Regions from separate parts of the Zea mays genome. Here region 2 is linked to region 1. Evidence: chromatin contacts called from public Hi-C data. All regions are on one chromosome and are shown on one strand. Each heading gives the region's core, a stretch centred on a gene start, on an enhancer-like site or on the middle of the called end of the contact. The rest is flanking DNA. Distances are from core to core; before and after follow the strand shown. Region 1 holds the start of LOC100273352. Region 2 holds the start of LOC100193339.

Region 1 (6,749 bases), core at 1,549-4,048:
GTGCACGAATACTTAGACAACCCCCCCCCCCCCCCCCCCCCCCCCTCTTCTTTGATTGCGAATACAGTAGTTTTTACCGTGTTGTTTGGGTATACCGTGGTATTTTAGACCAAAGTTGATTGAGAGTACATCTAGAAGCTCTGTATTTTAAATTATTGTTTCACCAATATCATAGTGTTATTGGAAGCTCTGTATTTTAAAAAACTTTGGTTTGAACTAATGTTTTTATGCTGCAGTTTTGACCTTTCTTCTTCTCTCTTATGATGCAACTGAAATATTGTACCTCTAAACAAGAATTGATTTAGACTGATGTAAATACCACGGTTGTGTCATGACATTTATGAGGTGTTTGGTTTGATGAATCACTCTATTCAAAATAAAGTGGTACATCATGAGTCCATTCCTCAAATTTGGTGGGATGACTTCATTCCACATATTAGTACTAAATAACTAGGAATGAGGTGGTGATGGATTAACTCATTCAATTCTACAAACCAAACAAAAAAGTGAGGAGTGAGAAGATAATAGACTATATCATTCTTCAAACCAAACACTCTATTAGTAAACCGTGGTTTTGGGAAAAAAAAGTGTTCTCAAACAGACCCTAAGCGTAGAGTGCAATCACGCAGTTAGTGCAAAACAATTTTTTTCCACTTATATGGAGGGATTCGGTGTGGGCTTAGATGCTAAAGAACTTGTGCCAATATATTATAGATGTACAGAAAGCCTGAAGGCCGAAAGCTCGGCCCGAAGCACGTGTTTTGGCCTGGTATGGTTTTATAAGAGCCCGAGCTGGCCCGACACGAATAAGCGGGCCGGGCTCGGACAGGAAACTAAGCCCGATAGGCTAGTCCGACACGACCCATTCATCTGTAAGCCCGTCAAGCCCATTTTTTGCACTAAATCGTGCTTACCGGCCCGACACTAAACAGGCTCGGACAGTAAAACAAGCTCGCGGGCTTGGAAGACCCGTCATAGTTTTCGAACCGTGACTAACGGCCCAGTCCAAAATGGGCCTAGCTTCACCGAGTTTGGACCGGGCCGGTGGCTCGTTTGGTCATCTCTACGATATAACCAATTACCAGCCTAGCTTTGATGCTGCGCTGGAGAGTTGACTCTGCAAAATCCACACAGAAAATGTAGTGTTCTATCCTACGGGATCCCACTACATGGAAAAATATATAGAAATAAAAAAAAACACTAGGGCTGGAGAAAACTCCACACCGCCAACTGCCAGTGCATGTTACGTGGTTGTGATTGAAGGCGAGAGTATAACTGTACAAATTAAGGCGTTGCCGTGCGTGCGTGGAGGGGAGGGGGCCGATAGAGAGGGAAATCGGCTAGAAATCTCGGCTAATTTTTTTCAAGCTTTGACGAAGTTTTAGCTCGAATCTGAAGAAGAAGAAAAAAACTGAACGAGAAGGAACCAAGATTACAGGCTAGAAATCTGCTGGCTGATGAAAATTCTGAATCCTACTGTGACACCCCCGTTCCATTTGCGGTATATATGTGCTGCCACAAATTCAGACCTTCTTCCTGACACGTATGATGCTGCGTCACTGTTTAGTATGGCAGCAAAACAAACTAGGGGTTGATTTGATGATCATGAATCCTAATCCTCTTGCTATTTAAATTTGAATAGTAAGGGTATTCCTCCCCCACATGTCTCTGATCACCAAATCAGTCTAGAGCACTAGACGATGGAGGAGCAGGTCAGGATTTGATCACTTCACCGGCTTCTGAGATACAGTTACAATAGTGAATCCGAAGCCGGCCTTTTCAAAGAGGCCATCAACAGCAGTCTTGCCTGTAGTAGTAGTAATAATTTACAGAAATCTTATTCTATACACACATATATACATACGCAGCACCTATATTTACATAGACCAGAGTCCAGATATCTGTTCTGTAAAGAGGAGTAGGACACCCACAGCATGAACTTCCTCCTTCCCTCACAAGACACGAGATCACTCACCAAGAGAAGAAGCTCCACAGCTCATGCTAGTATGCTACTACATACAACCAAATCCATCTCCTAAAGATTAAAAAAACTCCTAACTCCAAGAACAAGTAACAGGAGGTACTGGTGCGGCGGTGGGCATGCAGTGCACCAGCTCATATGGTAGACCGTACCGTAGTAGTACCACTCCGATAGGCCGGTGGGCACGGCGATGGAGCTGGCGATCGATCACCACCAGCCGTAGGCCGCGCCGGAGCACTTGCCCTTGATCCAGCTGACGCCGCGGCGCACCGACTCCCGGACCTTCCCTTCCACGCCGTACGTCTTGTACACGACCAGCCGCCGCCGCTGCACCTCGGCGTCGTCCGCCCCCGCCCGCAGCTTCCTCCTGGGCGCCGGGACCGCGCCGGCGGTGTCGTCCATCGCGGCGAAGGACGGGGCGTACCCCCTCAGGTTGACGGAGCGGCGGTTGGCGGAGGTCCAGTTGGTGACGCTGCCGGAGCGCTTCAGCTGCCCGCCGGTATCGGCCAGGGTGGGCCCGTAGGAGGCCGCGTAGGAGGCGCTGTAGGAGCGCAGGTTCAGCCCCGGGGCGGCCCGGCCACCGGCGGCGGCGGTGGGGCCGCTCTTGGTGCTCCCGGCCCGCTGCACGGGCGGCGGCGCCGGCGGCGTGCTCCACGAGCTCACGCTCCTGGCGCGCTGCACCGTGGACGGCGCCGCTGTCGTCGGTCGCTCGTAGGAGGCGCTGTAGCTCCGGAGGTTCATCGCCCCCGCCCCCGCCCCGGCGCCGTACTGGCTGCCCCTCTCCGCGCACGACAACGACCTCTCCATTGCCATCCCACTCTTTCTCTCTCTGCGACAACGGACAAGCAAGCAGCGCGAGGAGAGGAGGGGCGGGAGGCCGCCTCTTTATGATGGCCGGGTAGCCAGGTGGCCCGGGAGGCGTAGAGCAGCCCGTGAGAGGCTGGCTTTCTGAGCCGTCGGATGCAAGAACCTGCGTGCTATCGACGGTTATTAGTATCCGTCCTGCAAGCTGTCGGATAGGAGAATTGGCAGCTGAGATGGGTGGGGGACGGTGCTGCTCAATTCTTCGTCGTGGCGATTTATGTGACATTTAAAGGCTGTCGATTCGGGATTTTTGTTCGGCTTCATTGCCAGCTGCCCTAGACCCCTAGCGCATCGTCGAGCAAGAAGCTAGAATAGTAACTGCACCTTATCCTTTTGCTCCCTGCACATCCAAATTATAACAAAATTCTTATGAACCGATAAGGGCTTGATCATAATATCTACAATCTGAACCTTATGAAACGACCCGCACACCAAGTTATTGAGTGGAGACATGATCGGATGATCATATACAAAGTAATAATCGACATCCACGTGTTTAGAGAACCGATAAAATATGAGGTTGGCACAAAAATAGGTGACTGATGTTATTGTCACACCCGTATTTAAAGCGAAATCCAGATACATCTCATATGTGCGTTATAATCAAGTCCACACATATAATGACTCGGTGTATAGAGACGAATATCATAATCTTTATTACATTACAAGAATGTATTACAAAATAGCTAATGATAAATTAAATTGAACTAAGATAACTATCTCGACGACGCCATAGTTGACTAGGAGACGACGCCTAGATATTATAGGTCAATTGCTAACTTTGAGCTACATATTAGGCACTAAAAATGGATGACTTTGACTCTTTAGGACATGAAATATTATTAAGATGCATAATCAACTAAACAACTTGAGACGAGGGGTAACTAACATAAGCATGTTATTGGGTGCGACTGGTAGATCAACCAATTAGGGTTTGTTTGAGGGTGGCACCATCATATTGTTTGAGAGAGTACATGCCTCCATCATAATGCCCCTCAAGAAGACTTATCCATGTTAATGAATCCTTTTATAGAAAAAGACATAGATAAAATTCAAAATAAACATTGATATCACCTGAGAAATTGTGGACAGAGATGTGTTTGGCAATGTCGAGTGTCGGTGCTTTGGGTCCGACCGCACACCCGGGGTTGCCCCTCAAGGTGTTTTTAGGAGTAGGACGGTGTCGCCGACTGTAGCTAAATGGTTCGTGCCGGATGCACGAGGAACAATGGACAATGTTTACAGGTTTGGACCGCTTGGAGATGCGTAACACCCTACATCCTGGTGAGAATGTTTTACGTGGTGGATTACAAGGGAGCTCTCTAACACTAGAGAATAGAGAGTTGGGGTGAATGGATGAGTGGTGAGATCGATCGTTCTGAAGGGGTGCCCCCTAGGCCTTATATATTCGACCGTGAGGCAATACATGCGGATGAGATAACAAACTGCACCTAAGAGATAGTGAACTGATTGAGCCTATCTTCCTATAGTTCTGCCGACTTATCCTCGCCTGGTTCCGTTGTACGGGGCTCCGGCGCGGGAAAGTCGGGTCTTCTGTTGTGGTTGCTTGCTCAACGTTGTTGGGCCATCCGGGCTCACACCGATCCGGCCTTATGCCAATCTGCTTTACTGATCGTTCCTCCCCAGGCCCATGAAGGAGTGACCTTACGATTTATTGGGCCCTTAGGCCTTTTGTGAGGTCTTTTATCCTTCCAGTGGACCCGGGGGATATCTGTCCCCCACAAGCCCCCGATCTTTGGGTTGATTTTGAGATAATCGGCCCAAAGATCCTAGGTCCAGCTTGTGGTCTTCGTTTATGACAAGAAATGCTTTCCGGGCAGTTTGGTAAAAACGATTTCTTACTGTCTCCTTCTGCTTTGATCACTTGAAAACTGGAGCTTTGTCTCACACTCGTGCCTTGGAGATCGGTATTTCGTATTGTAGGACCCTGAACTCCATTGGGTGCACCGGAGGTGCACCCAATGGGTGTAGCCCCCGAGCTTCGAGTGGTTTTTTGAAAATAATCCACTCGAAGGTCTTCATCAGAAATCATTTTTATTTTCCGCTTGCACTCTTGTTGGAGGTCAACCTTGCCTTTAATCTTGCCATATGCTTTAGAAGTTGGCATTGTCTTGACTTGAAATGGTGATTCATGGTGGGTGTAGCTCCCGAGCTTCGAGTGGATTTTTGAAAATAATCCACTCGAAGGTCTTCATTTCGTGTTCTTTTGCTGAGGGTCATCCTTTCTTTTTCCGAATGCCTTAGAGGTCAGCATTATGTCATCGATATTATGCTTTAGAGGTCAGCATTATTTTGTCTTTGAGGCCGAGTTCGTGATCTACCCATATCTTGCTAGGTGGTGCAATTTATTTGATCTGCGACTGATTGGACATTCGATGGACGTCCCCTGGCTAGTCTTCATGTCGCTTCTGTCGGTCAGATTTTGTACTTCCCTGGCTATATTTGGCTTTCCTTTGATCCTTACTGATATCTCATTTTTGTCTTCAGGTATTCATTGCATGCCCTGCACGGATGTGACGGTTTTGAAAAATATACTGATAATTCCTGGGCGTCCCCCCCAATGGGTGTGGGCAAGGGACGGCTTGGTACGCTGAGTGTTTTAGCCGGCTGCTTCTGAGTAGTAATGTGATGTGACGGCGGGTGTAATCATATCACCCGCACATTTGACTGGAGTCCCAATGGGTGTTGCGTTGCGTGAAACGGCGTCAGCCGCCTGACGTATCTTCAGACGGGTTGAAGCGTATATTGAATATTTTGCGACTGTTCAGTGACCGTGGTAGGAGGTGAGCGGTTGCCTTCTTCTTCTATAAATAGTGCCTTTGCCTCTCCGGTTTTTTCACATCTCTTGCTGTTCTCTGCTGCTTGCTTTCTTCTTCTCCCTTCATTTCCACCATGGGCAAGAGCAACAAACGCAAGCGCGAGCCGACTCCTCCATCGGAGGACTTCGGCAACTCGGAATACTCGGAGGAGTTCTCCTCCGAGTCCGAGGGGTCTCCGGCTCCCGTCTCTCCCCCGGCGTCGTCTGACGATTCAGACGACTCCTAGGGGCTTGCCGCGGAGGTCTGGACTTATATCCGGGCCGTCGAGCGCTCCGGGCTCGAGGGCTCGGATGAGTCGGAGTACTCCTCGGGCGAGGAGGACTCTTCGGACTCGTTCGAGGAGGGCGGTGGCGGCGATGGCGGAGATGACGACGACGACGACGACGAAGGCGACGGTGACGATGATGGCGGTGACGGCGGCAGCAAGGGCGGCAACGGCGGCAGCAGAGGCGGCAACGGCGGCAGCAGCAAGGGTAGCAACAGGGCCATTGGCTAGATGCCACTGGTCTTTAGATGTTAGTATAGGTTAGAAGTAGTATAATAAAATAATGTAGTAGTATTTAGTAGTGTAGAGTAGTATAGTGTAGCGTAGTAGTAGTAGTAGTAGCAGTAGGGAAGTATCAACTCATAATGAGTTGATTTGTAAGTAATGTAACTTCCCTTAATGAAGAATGATTTCGTCTCCTCCTGTGTTGATTATTTTGCTTCATAGTCAATTGATCTCTGTCGTGATATCTATTGTCCGTGATGTTCTCTATCTGTTATGCTTGTGTCGTAACTTGAAGTTCTCGAATCGTTCCTCCGTTTGCCTTATCTGTGAAGTCGATTGCTCTGGCTGAGAAACTCGAGCATCATATCGTCGCTTTTAGGGGTGATGACCGAGCTATTATTATCAACATTTACGCTTCTGAAGTAGCACCCGGATGATGACGAAGCCACATCAGCTTTGGAATGACTGATGACCACGTCGGCGCTTTTAGAGGTAACAACCGAGTGACTTATGACGACGTCAGCGTTTTAGAGATAACTGCCGAGTGACTGAAGACGACGTCGGCGTTTTAGAG
Region 2 (6,237 bases), core at 3,543-6,042, 160 kb after region 1:
AGCTCCTGTCCAGGGCCTCAGGGTCGACCCGCTCATGGCTCTGGTCGCAACCTGCATACCACGACACGGATCATGACCCTTCGCTAGCTTGCGCAAAACGCGCGACACGGGGAAGAACTATGAAGGGGGTTCAACTTCGGGAGGGAGTTTATTGACCACTTACCGACTCGTAGGCAGAACCATGCAGGGTCGTCGTCGGGGCGACCGGCGTCGGGCGCGGTGAGGTCAACGTCCGGGTGAATTTTGTTTGGGCCATCGGGGCTCCAGATAGTTCGCATCATCCCACTTATGATCAGAAAGACTGGAACGAAAGGGAAAATGAAGAGTTACAATTTTGCTTGCATGAGAAAAAGGAACATCAGTTCAGCATATAATCATTGTGATTTTTTAATATTTACTTGTTACTCGTGGAACTTACGTTAGTTCATACAGATAGTGTAGGAGCTCTTGAAAATCACTCAATTCTCCACTTGCTCTAGGCACCGCCTTGAAATCATTGAACTCCCCATCGAGAAAATGGCATCTATATGTGTAGAGAAGCTGGTCTTCCAATTCTGTTCTGACCTATCTCGTAGTTAGTGTTAAACGCCATACTCAACCATAAGCACAATACAAAGAGCATAATTGAATCATTAACCTTAATCCCTGGTAGCCCACGCAGCCCAATGAACAAAATCTTGGTACAAAGAAAGGGACAAAGTTACACAAAAACACACTGGAACATTAGGGCCAAAACTGATGTGTTTGTCAAGCATGATATGGCAGATGTGTAAAGCATGATATGGCAGATGTGTGAAGCAAGGGAAGGAGAAAACTTACAAGCATAAACCATACGCATGTATGGATCCTCACAGATCAAGCCATGGCAGTGGAGGAACGACATGAAATCTTTAACAAAATATTACCTGCTCTAGCGCTTGCCAACATCATCATATACCCTATTCAATAGGGTGAAAACAATATCTCTACCCTCAAAATTTAATGGCATTAGACTATGACAATATGCAAATTCCAGTGACCGTAAGAACTGATACCCAAATCATCCCTATCAAACCCTAATTCTCATGGCACAAAAACCATCCCAATCAAGTTCTGAAACTCATGACACACAAAGAAAAAACTGAGCACACAAAAAGGAATCGAAAAAGCCATGGGGATTTGATAAAATAGTGGACAGATAAGAACCCTTGGGTCGCTTACCCCTGCATGCTGGGGATGGTGCGGTGCCAAATCATCAGCTTCACTATCCCATCGGTCAGCGTCTCTGGCTTCGTGACAAAACCCTGCGTCAACACCACATTAGCAGAACAAATCAGACACCTCAGTCGCCTGGCAAGGTGAGAGCAGAGCGAAACCAAGAGGGCAGAGGGATAATTGAGGGGCATGTACGTCGGGGCTATCCTTGTGTGCCCTCCCCATCTGGCATATCATCCATGAGGTAAAGTTCCACCAAATGTAGATGTAATCATTGCAGCCCTCCCCATCTGGTATTGCAAAAGCTTCATATGAGTATTCACATGCATTAGACAAGACACAACATAACACACAACAATGTGATATATTCGGTTCAGTGATTTTCTGCTACAAATTACAACATTGGATAATCCATTCAGACACCAACCTATACATAGGAAGCTACGAACCAAAAAATGAAAGGCAACTGGATTTTGTGCAAATATCAGGGATGTATAATAACTATCCAAAAGTAATGGAAGTTTCAGTGTGGTACCTCCAGCGTGTTGGAAGGCATAGAGATTAGCTTGGTCCAGATAACCGTGCAGCTCCGGCGAGTTTGAAAAAATAGGAAATCATAGTTTAGCTTTATAGAATCAAAATGGTCCTAGCAAAAAGTGTAAGCATGAGTATCAACCACCAACCTGAGAGATTTCACAGGTGGCTAAATGGTTGTGATTGGTAGATATATCAAAGCATCTAGTGCATGTGTGAATCCTTTTCTTCACTCATATATTTTAGTTAATAGTTAACAAATTTCATTCCCCACAACAATACAACAAGACAAATTGGTACCATTTTCAGTTGTGGATGAGAATCTCTGTATGGCTCAGGGTACCGGTCTTTGAAGTTTAATCTAGGGTGGTCAGCTTGAAATGCAAACCAATACAACCAAAATTACTTCTCTGGTGGAACAAGATCCATTCTGGTAATGTATACATGAATGGAATACAAGATCATCATCTCACCATTAAGTATCTAAAGGGAATTTCTTAAAGAAAGAAAGAACCTGAATATTCATTCAGATTTCCTCACATGGTCAAAACTTGGAAATAAAAAAATATGAATGCTAAGTCATGAAAGAATAAATTCAAGAAAACTAAAATAGCATTTTTATAGTTTCAGAGATGAAGTATCAAATCCGAAACTATACAAGCTACCAAACTCTCAACTAATGTTCGATCTAACACCTTTTCTAACTGTCTCTGAAGTGTTCGATCTGACACCTTTACTAACAAAAAGTAACATAAGCAGAACTCGCTAGTCGCTACAACACCTTTGAATATATAGTAGGACGCACCTTATTTATGAGATGAGCAGAACTGCGGCGAATCGGTGAACAGAACTGCGGCAAATCGGTGAACAAAACGACGATGAATCGGTGAATCCGAGGAGTGGGGATGGGTTGGAGGCCTCGCCTCTGTCCATCATTTTAATAGTTTAAGAATAAGATGGTAAAATCATGTGCAGGACTGTGATGTGGGGCCCACTTATTTAGCGTGATTATTGTTCTTATGTTGCCACTTGTGTGCACTCTACAGTACTTATTTAGATTGTTATCTGATTCAATAGTTGGCCCGAGCCAAATTAGTTTTTTGTTTTGCCACATTTGACAGAGGAAACACATACGTTAATATGGTACCTGCTGCTAATGCAACCACAGGGATAACTTCCCAGTGTGTGTTCTATTCTTAGTTTCTCTGATCTGCTCCAAATTGCCTTTTTCCCATGTTTTATTTGGACTCGAGGTCTCTCACTGATGATGGATGTGTTCGACAATATCAGGCAGGTGTTTTTTTCCTTTTTTTCATAACATGATTCATCTGACTTATGTTTTTGTAGGTTGTTTTCTGCTCAGTGTGAAGTCTGAACATGTCATAGTGCCTGTGTACAGCGTGTGTGCTTATGTGGGTTGCCACACTTTTATAGTCCTATGATTCCTCTGACTTATTGCATGGGTTTTTATCTCCTCCCTAAAGAGTTTCATTATAAAATGAATTCGATTAGATCTAATTTTTTGGCAAGGAGCTAAAAAGAAAAAAGTGCTATCACATGGCCAAATGGGAGATGGTAGCTAGGCCAAAAGACCAAGGTGGTCTAGGCATTCTAGACAGCAGAATGATGAATGAATGTCTGCTAGTAAAATGGATATAGAAAATTTCTCAGGGGTCTGATGATACTTGGTTCAAATTTATCAAAGGGAAATACATGACCAAGGGAATTTTTTTCCTGTCATCTGATAGAGGTGCGTCTCAATTTTGGAAAGGGTTGCACAAGGTTAAACACCTGTGATGTGGGATAGCAGACTGCCAAGTATGGAGTGGCGTAGTTGACAAGCAAGGAAAAGGAAGCACATTCAGATCTAGCATAGTTGAGATTTGAGAAGCAAGGAAAAGGAAGCACGTACCCCCTTGGTGGAGGTCTGGCAGCCGCGCGTGGGTTTCTTGATGTTGTTCTTATGCGCCTTGTACGACTGGTTATGTGCCATGTGGTCCTTCGACTTAGCCATCGTGAATCCCTCATCTGTTGTTTACGAAGAAATCAAGAGATGAAGTATGTCGGGGTGCACACGCGGCTGCAGAGAAGAGGACCCGACGAAGTTGGTGAGGTTGAGGTCGCGTCGCCTCCTTCCAACCACCGGAGTCAGCACCCCGCCCTTTCCTCCGCGGCTGGGTAGGGGTCGGGGTCGCGGTTTGGTGGCCCTGGTCACTGGATCGTCTCCTCCCGCCCCTTCTCGGAGGCCCTGGTCGAGGTGCTCTACAACATGAGGGGCGATATCCAGACGGAGGACATCGACCTGCCCCTCACCCGCAGCAGCCCCGTCATGAAGGTGGCGCTCGTGGTCCTGACCGGCGAGCGCGACCTCTGCGGGAGCTTCAACAACAACGTGCTCAAGAAGGTGGAGACCCGCATGGAGGAGCTCGAGCAGCTGGGCCTCCAGTACACCGTCATCAGCGTGGGGAAGAAGGGCAACGCCTACTTCCAGCGCCGCCCCTACATCCCGCTGGAGCGGGGTCTGGAGGTGAATGACGTGCCCACCGTGAAGGACTCGCAGGCCACCTGCGACCTCGTCTACTCCCTCTTCGTCTCGGAGGAGGTGGACAAGGTGGAGCTGCTCTACTCCGCTGGTGCGCTCCGACCCCATCATCTAGACGCTGCTCCCCATGTCCCCCAAGGGTGAGATCTGTGTCAGGGCGGGTGGAAGCGAGGGACACCGAGGGGACGGGGTGGGAGGCGGGCATCACGTCAGGGGAGAGGGGGCGCGGTGTCGGGGTGGGCTACAATCACGGGCGGCGGCAGGCAGGCGCGGATCGCCGGGGCGCGACTACGAGATTAGCGGCGCGTTGTAGACAAGGATGTCGGGTGGAAGGCAGAACGCACCTGTGAACGCCTACGTTACTATCTTAAGAAGTAGTAGAGATAAGTAGTAGAGATGGTAAATGGCTCGTCGGTACGTCTAATCCACTACCGTCGCGCACGGCTCATATAAATAACGGAGCCGCCTGCGCGTTGGACTCGAACCGAACCTCGCCGCCGCCGACTCCTCTTCCGTCTCTCTCTCTCATCTAGTCCCTGTCTCCTTCCCTCTAAACCCGCACCCGCAGCAGCGCCGCTAGGGTTTGCTCAGGCCCCGAACCCCACCCTTGGATTGCTCTGATTCCGTGGTAATCAGCCCGGCCTTCTTTCAAGCCCCGACCTAGGGTTTCTGCCTGTTTGTTCAGATTTTGTTGGTTCGATCTCAGGCGGCTGTTTCCCGAAGTTTGCAGTATGGCGGGGTACCCGGAGGACAACCAGCACGAGTTGAACGGGTACGACGAGGAGGTCGACGAAGAGGAGGGACACCCCGGGAGGCGGGTAGGCCGGGATGGGGGCTCTGGGTACGCTGTTGCTGTCGGAGAGGATGGGAGGGGGGCGGGTGGCGACTCGTTGGGGTGAGCGATTTGGGCTTTAGGGTTTGTATTTGTTCTGAATTTCAAGGATATAGTTTAGCAAGAGAGCTAATACTTTTTCTTTTGCAGAAAGATTTTTGTCGGAGGCGTTGCTTGGGAGACTACTGAAGGTAAAATTTATGTGTTATTTACTGGACTGCTTGCGCCTGGAGTTTGATTTTTCTATTTCGGTTCTTTAGATGTTTTGAATGCTAAATTGAAGGTACTCCTGGAGTTTTCTTTGTCTAGAACTAGATCGGTTCTCTAGATGTTTTGAATGCTGAAATAAAAATGTGGAAACATGAACTATCGGCGAGCAGGTTGTCATAAAGGGTTGATATGGCGTCTGTTATTGCGGAAAGTAGTGTTTCTGTTAGCATGCTTCCATTAAGTGTCCCACAGGCCATTTTCCTTGTTTGTCTCTGTTCTTTTGCCACATTGGCTTAATGTTATTGGTGTGTTTTCTTCCATATTTTGTTGCCTGTGGCATTATTTGTTAATTGGTTGGTTGACTTGCTGCTATTATTGTTTCATGTTTCATGGATTCAACTACGTTTCCATGTTTTTAATCAAGTTTGTGAATTTTTATAACTAATTGGAACAGGCTACATATGAATGATATACCTGGATGACTACTCATAAAAAAATATGTGAATGATTAACAATGCACTTGATAGATACACGTTTCTTTGCATGTTCTGTGCTGCTGAGCATATATTCTGATGCTTAGTCTTTTAAACATTTTTCAATATATATGCGGGTTACAGTGAAATGGCCAATTCCTGCATCATGCTCAGATTTGCTTTTACTCATTGTACTGCATTTATAATTTGTATTGATTTGTAAATCCACTTGGTATTTGAGTAAAGGATACACCAGCAAGGAAAGCTGTTCCATCTTTTCCAACGATGATAACTTGGTTTTGTTTTGTTAATGAGTCATCGTCCCACAATGCATAGCAAATTGTAAAATCAATATTTCTGTTCTGTGTGTAGTTAAGTGCATCATGCTTAGATATGTTGCTCAGATTAACTAATGTACGATACAAGTACTGACAAGTAATGAGATAGATTGC

The links. A called contact is a pair of places that touch in the nucleus more often than the background predicts.
Region 2: a contact with region 1 is called in a Hi-C map of ear, with 2.0 times the contacts expected there. The contact joins the promoter of LOC100193339 here to the promoter of LOC100273352 in region 1. A contact is called at or near these places in 5 of 25 Hi-C or Micro-C datasets (bundle sheath, ear, leaf and 1 more).

The regions. Positions count from the first base shown.
Region 1 is chr4:238,156,791-238,163,539 of Zm-B73-REFERENCE-NAM-5.0, forward strand. LOC100273352 reads right to left here and starts at 2,799. Exons shown (of 1, transcript NM_001159432.1): 1 at 1,815-2,799. The coding sequence starts at 2,794. The coding sequence ends at 2,189.
Region 2 is chr4:238,315,559-238,321,795 of Zm-B73-REFERENCE-NAM-5.0, forward strand. It overlaps LOC100193339, which reads left to right and starts at 4,793. Exons shown (of 7, transcript NM_001138474.2): 1 at 4,793-4,898; 2 at 4,994-5,165; 3 at 5,253-5,293. The coding sequence starts at 5,002. It also overlaps the pseudogene LOC103655982.